Regions from separate parts of the Mus musculus genome. Here region 2 is linked to region 1. The links are chromatin contacts, called in public ChIA-PET maps. All regions are on one chromosome and are shown on one strand. The core of a region is the stretch at or near the end of the contact, and the rest is flanking DNA. Distances in the headings are between cores, read along the strand shown. Region 1 overlaps Gm39323 (a long non-coding RNA gene). Region 2 holds the start of Rnf26 (ring finger protein 26).

Evidence for each region. ChIA-PET counts read pairs in DNA pulled down with a chosen protein or histone mark.
Region 2: an RNA polymerase II ChIA-PET map of effector CD8 T cells shows a contact between it and region 1, with 15 read pairs. The contact joins the promoter of Rnf26 here to the enhancer-like site in region 1. A contact is called at or near these places in 4 of 115 datasets of contacts at active chromatin or transcription factors (CD8 T cells, double positive thymocytes, effector CD8 T cells and 1 more) and 3 of 9 other capture datasets (adipose tissue, liver and pancreatic islet).

Annotation. Positions count from the first base shown.
Region 1 is chr9:44,020,852-44,024,013 of GRCm38.p6, forward strand. The region is part of intron 1 of Gm39323 (a long non-coding RNA gene); the gene reads right to left. Among named protein-coding and RNA genes, the nearest start is that of Gm39323, 20 kb to the right of the region's middle. Within about 2 kb of position 1,485, at least 35 of the 459 cell types and tissues checked have an H3K27ac peak or open chromatin away from gene starts, as enhancers often do. A contact at or near this core is called in CD8 T cells, double positive thymocytes and effector CD8 T cells, where this site is marked.
Region 2 is chr9:44,111,347-44,114,508 of GRCm38.p6, forward strand. It overlaps Rnf26 (ring finger protein 26), which reads right to left and starts at 1,705. Exons shown (of 1, transcript NM_153762.3): 1 at 1-1,705. The coding sequence starts at 1,603. The coding sequence ends at 329.

The sequences.
Region 1 (3,162 bases), core at 235-2,734:
TGGGGCTACCCAAGAAGCTAAAGGAAAACACGCGGTGCCAGCGCAGAGTGGGGCTAGCCGGAGGAAGGAAAGGGACAATCCAGCAGTGACAGGCGGCACAGGGGAGGTCCAGATGTGGGGATAAGGATAGAGGAAAGGGCTGGCAACATGGCTAAGCAGGTGAAGGTGCTTTGTAGTCTGACTCATGAGCTCAATCCCTGGAACCCATATAGTGGAAGAAAAGAACAGTTTCTCAAGTTGTTCTCTGACCTCCACATTTGAGCTATGGCACACAAGTAGCCATACACATGCACACATGAGCACACATAGATAGATAGATAATTAACAAATACAACAAAACATTTAAAGAATAATTTTGAAGAACAAAGCTACCCATGTACATGAAAGTCCCATAATGAAACCTATTACTTAATCCTAGAAAGACAAATTGAAAAATTAAAAGTGAAAAATAAGCTACTTCATACTAAACATTTGTGCCTCCCCAAATGCACATGTTAAAGCCCTAACTCCCAGTGTAACAACATAAAGAAGTAACTAAAATTGGGTGAGGTCATAAGATTGGGTAAGGGTGGGGGCCTCCAATCTGATAGAATTAATGACCTTTGTAATTAATTTGTTCATTTGAGTGTCTATATGATGGGGGTAGAGGTCAGAAGACAATCTGTGGGAGTCAGTTCTCTTTGTATCACATGGGTCCCAGGGATTGAACTGGGCCCTAAGGCTTCACCCACTGTATCTTTCTGCCCCGGAATCAGTGTTCTAATAAGAGACAAAAGACTGTGGCTCTAGTGGACAAAACTCTTAGAATTCAAAAGCAAAGAGGCTAGCAATATAGAGTTTTAAATGGGAAAAGTATTTTTTTACTTCTTTTTTGTTTTTTGGGAACACGATTTTCCTATGTACCACCTGCCTCTACCTCCTGAGTGCTGGGACTAAAGGCATGTACTACCTCACCTGGCTGGACAGAATCTTGATTAGTCATTTCTCAAAAGATCATTCATAAATGGTCCACAGACACATGAAAAGATGCTTAGCATAATTAGCCATTTATGAAATGCCAATCAAAACCATAAGAAGCAAGCTGTGATATGGCTCAGTGGGAAAAGGTGTGTGTGTGCAAGGCTGATGACCTGAGTTCAATCCCCAGAGCCCGCATGAAGGTGGAAAGAGAGAATTAACTTCACAAAGTTGTCCACTCACCTCAGAGCCAGCACCCACACTTATACACAATAATAAATAAACAAAATTATTTTTAAAAGCATAAAAACTCACAAAGAAATTCTACCTCACAGCCACTGGCGTGGTTGTAGTTTTTCAAAATGAGGCAGGGGGGTGTTGGGGAGATGGCTCGGTGGATGATAGTGCTTTTCCTGTACAAGCAGGAGGACCTGGCCTCAAATTGTCATGAGCCACATCAAACAACTAGACATGGTTTCACACCTGCAACTCCAGTTCTGGGGGGAGGTGAAGACAGGAAGATCTCTGGGGCTTGCTGGCACCAACCACCCTAGCAACAGTTTCAGAGAGAGACCTTGTTTCAAGGGAACAGGGTAATAGAACAGGGCCTTTACAAATACACACACAAGCACATGGACATAACACACACACACACAGACACACACACACACACACACACATCATACACCATGGGAGGATGGGGAGGGAGGAGAGAGAAAAGGAGAGAGAAATAAAAAGAAAATAAGGCTGGGGATGTAATTCAGTTGGTAGAGTGCTTGCCACCAGCCTACATGCCGCACAAAACAGGCATGGTCTCATGCCGGGCTAAGGGTGTAGGGGAAGAGGGGGAGGGAGAGAGCCCGCGACCGGACAGAGTTCCTGTGCTCAGGGCAGGTGGACTCAGGAGGACTGCCAGATGCTTTCCACTCTGCCCCAGGTGAACATCTGGCTGTGAAGCCACTGACCCCACTTGGCAGGGGGTGGACAAGGGACAGCCCCCATACCAGGTTCTCAGTTTCTGGCATCCCACGCTGGATACAGCAGAGGAGCTAAGAACAGAATAGGGGCCCCAGGGAAGAGGGCAGAGGAAGAGAGGTTCCCACGCAGGCGAGAGTCTTTAGACCGGTCCGTGGCTGGAGCACAGGAAGGCCTTCTGACGGGAAATTAGGCACGGCTCCTTAGGAGAAAGCCTATCCCATCGTCCAAGCACAGCGGGCCTTGATGAACAGACACAGTTTATGGTTTTGGAGTTTTATTGTAGAAAGGCAGGGGGAAAGAGAAAAGGTAAGAGAGAGAGAGAGACCAGCCATGGCCAAGAGGACAAAGGGGGAAAAAGGAGAGAGAGAAGAAAGGCTGGAGAGTAAGAAAGCTTAAAGAGAGAGAGGTAAAAGCTTAGAGTGAGAGAGAGAGTAAGAGGGAGAGTAAGGACAGTAAAAGCTTAAGAGAGCAAGCAGGGGCCAAGCATCCCCTCTTATAGTGGGCTTCTTATCTTGTTGTTGCTAGGTAACTGGGAGGAGTCTAGCCTGAAGGTCAGAAGCTTGGGACATTGTGTACTTGACTAAAAGCCACAGCTTCTCCTGTGGGGGCTGTGGGGGTGGTAACTTCAACAGGAGCCAGGGGTCTAGGAGACACAAGGGAACGCCTTCCGTCCCATGTAGGTGAAAATTATCACCTCCAGGTCCTACAGGGGTTCAGACCTCAACTGGACTGGAGACCAGGCTGTCTGTGCATACATAGCCCATTGCCCCACAGTCACATATGCCTGTAACGCCAGGCTTAGGAAGATGGAAGAGAAAGGCAAGACCATCCTCAACTACAGAGCAAATGTAAGGCTAGCTGGAATGCATGCGAGCCCGAGTCAAAGGACTATGCTGCATAAAAATGAAGTGCTGCTGATAACGTGCATCCCCAGAGGCTGCATACACTCTATGTGGAGAATAAATAAATGGCTATGTCCTCCCTGCAAAATATGGGAGTTCCCTCAAAGAAAGAGGACTGTAAACCTTGATTTTGTTTCTGATTTTGTTTGTTTGTTTGTTCGTTTGTTTGTTTGAATTTTTTTTTGTTCAGTTGTTGAGACTGTTCCGTACCCCAGGCTAGCCTCAAAGACAACATCTTCCCATCTCAAGCTCTCAACTGCTGGGATTCTGGGTGCATATGACCGCACTCTGTCACATAAACTTTTCAAATAGCACAATGCAGAAC
Region 2 (3,162 bases), core at 455-2,954, 91 kb after region 1:
ACAGCCCTAGAGGCAGGCATCTGGGTGGGCCCTGGCAGGCGCAGCACAAGAGCCCACCACAGAGTCTCAGGGCCCTTGCATAGTGACATACTCACCACCCTCAGCATCTCAGGGCCCCACACAGGATTTAGAGAAAGTGTTACTCTGTCCCACCCAGACTGGAGTCTTCCAGAGTATTCCAAGCTACACGTCCTGGATATATGGCTTGAGGCTTGGCAGAGTCGCCGCCTTCGGGGGCAAAGAAGACTCAGGCCAGAACCCAGAGGCAAAGTGTTGATGCTGTCCCGGTGTGTGGAGCGCAGAGGATGAGCAGGCAGGGAGGGAGTCCTCAGAGGTAGACATTGAGGGTTTGCAGGATGCTGCGGCGGCAGAGCGGGCAGTTGCGATGGTAAACAGGGTGGCGCATGAGGATCTCAGTGCAAGCCTGGCACAGGCACAGGTGCCGGCAGGGCAGAAGCAGCACCGTTTTGCTCTGGTCCTGGCAGATAACACACTTCTTCCGCTCTTCTTGCTCCTTCAACAGCTTCCATGGGTCCTGCCCAGCGGCAGGCTCGTCCTCGTTGAGTTGCTCTCGGCCTCTAGCTGGTGCAGTTCTGATGACCTCCTCTTCTGCTTCAGGAGGAGTGTCCTGTGGCTGGATCCTGGCTGAGAACACCCTCCTGGGGCCACCTTGGGGGGCTCCTGGTGCTCCTCCCCGATTTGGCCAGCTGGCCAGTTGTAGGCTGCGGCTCCAGACTCTGCGCCAAGCCTCCAGACCTAGTGGAAGGCGAGTCAGCCGTACGATATCCTCCCAAAGCCGGTGGTAAGATGGGCGGGCATGAAGCTGACTGAGAGCTTGAGTGGCCAGCCTCAGGGTTTGTTCTGGGTGCAACACAATCAAAATCACTGCCAGCACGCAAGCCAGCAACACCAATCCAGTGAGATGGAAAACCACACAGCTGGCCAGCAGGCGGGCGGCTGAGGCCAACAGCTCCAGTGCTAGCTGGCAGGGGGTCCACAGGAGAATGGCCATAGCCACTGCACTGCTGGAGATGTGAGCGAGGAAAGCAGCCACCACGTCTGTCATCCTCCAAAGAGGCCCCGTTACAGCATCCCACAGGGCCAGCACCAGGGAGAAGAAGTTCTGAGTGCTGATGAGGCAGATGTTGACTAGACTGTTGATCACATAGGCCACCAGGCTCATGGCAATAGCACATATGTCACAGGCCTGGCGCAGCAAAGCATGGCCATTGGAGACCATGTTCAGGATGCCCCGATTCAGGAATTCCCGGCTCCTCAGAGCTCCGTGGGAGGCCAAGTGCCCCAGTAGCTTTAAGCTCTCCAAGCCAGAGTAGCAGCTATAGAGGAGCGTCCCCAAGGCCTGCAGTCCCCCGAAGGTAAATCGGACCACAGCTTCAACTAAGGCCAGCAAAGAAAGCAGGAATCCTCGACCCAAGTGCAGAAGACTGGTAAGTACCGTGTGTGGCAGATTGTAGATGAAGGCCAAAAGCCAGGCCAGGGTAGCCAGGAGGGAGGACACGAGCAGGAAGTTGAGATCCAACATCAAGGTCAGCAAGTCCAGCACCAGGCCCACCCCATTCACCACCAGGTAGACAGCCTCCATGATAGGGCTGCGAAGTTCAGGACAAAAGGAAGGCTGGCTCCTCAGGGAAGGCGGTGTCAAGGTTGCCACTATTGTGGCGAGATCGGAGTGAATTTGGAAGGGATGCGAACGTCTAACCAAGGAAGAAGCAAGGGCTACAGAAGTGGGCTTCAGGGAAGACTTTTACAGAAGGGAACGGCGTCCCGGCTTGGAAGGCGGAATGTTCGGGAGCGAAGAGGTGAAACATCTCTAAAGTGACAGCGAGCCTGGACCGGAGGAAGCACCTCAGCGTTAGGAGCCTGGAGCGGTAAACACGACAGGGCCACGGGTCAGACCGGGAGGAGACCCGCAAGGATGGGACGGAGTCGGGAAGGGCCGGGTCGGGGCCGGGTGGGGGCGGCGCAGGCTGGGCGCGGGCTCGCGGTCCAGCCACGCAAGTGCCCCTGTCCCCGCCCGGCCCCTGTCCTCCCGCTCGCGGCGAGTGGCACCCAAAGGGAGAGCGGGACGGAAAGTCAGCCTCGGCAAATCCCGAGCGCGGCCTCGACTCCACTGGGCGCCGCCATCTTGTTTGCGAAGGGACGTGGCAAGCAGGGGGCGGGACTATAGCCTGTGGCCAATCAGTGAGGGGCAATGGGCAGAAATGTCGACAAACCATTGGTGGTTTTGAATGGCGCCCAAAGACAGTTTCCAATGAGAGGGGTGGAAATGTGTTTATAAAGCGCCCCCTCCTCTTTGAAGTGGTGATAGGTCCGTTAGCATGTCGGTATAATTTTCCCTCCCTGTCCCGCTCCGCCCCTTAAAGAGCCAGAGCCACACTTTAATGAGGCTGCCTTTAAGTGTTGTGGCCCCAACTCCACCTGCTCCCGATCCTGCGTGCATTCTTGGAGCTCTGGGCTAGGCTCTGAGATAGTACCTCCTCCGCGTACGCTGGGACCCCCGCCTCATCTCATTCATTCATTCATTCATTATTTATTTATTTATTTATTTATTTATTTTTGGGTTTTCGAGACAGGGTTTCTCTGTGTAGCCCTAGCTGGCCTGGAACTCACTCTGTAGACCAGGCTGGCCTCGAACTCAGAAATCCGCCTGCCTCTGCCTCCCAAAGGCATGCACCACCATGTCCGGCTCATCATTTATTTTTTATCATTTATTAAGCACTTAACATGCCTTGGAAATACAACCCTTTTTAAGATTATCGTCTTATCTCAAGCTATTCACAAAGTGAAAAAGATTGTTAAAGGAGATCTGTTGTCATTGAGAAAAGGAGCCACAGAATGAAGGAGCTCTGCTTTCTACCTTGACCCCTATCAACATGTAGGCCATCTGTAACCCATACATCAAGAGCTCCAGTGTTTTCTACTTACCCGGAGGTCTCTCGGGTGACTATCATACTTGTTAGCCTTAATTGTCAACTTGGCACAGCCTGGAATCATGTGAGAGAAACCTCAATTTAAGGGATTGCCCAGGTGGGTTTGGTCTGTAAATTTGTCTGTGAAGGATTCTTTTGTTAATTGACAGAGGAGGACCCAGCCAACTCTGGGTAGCAACATTACCTAGGCAGAGGGGTCCTGGACTGTGTA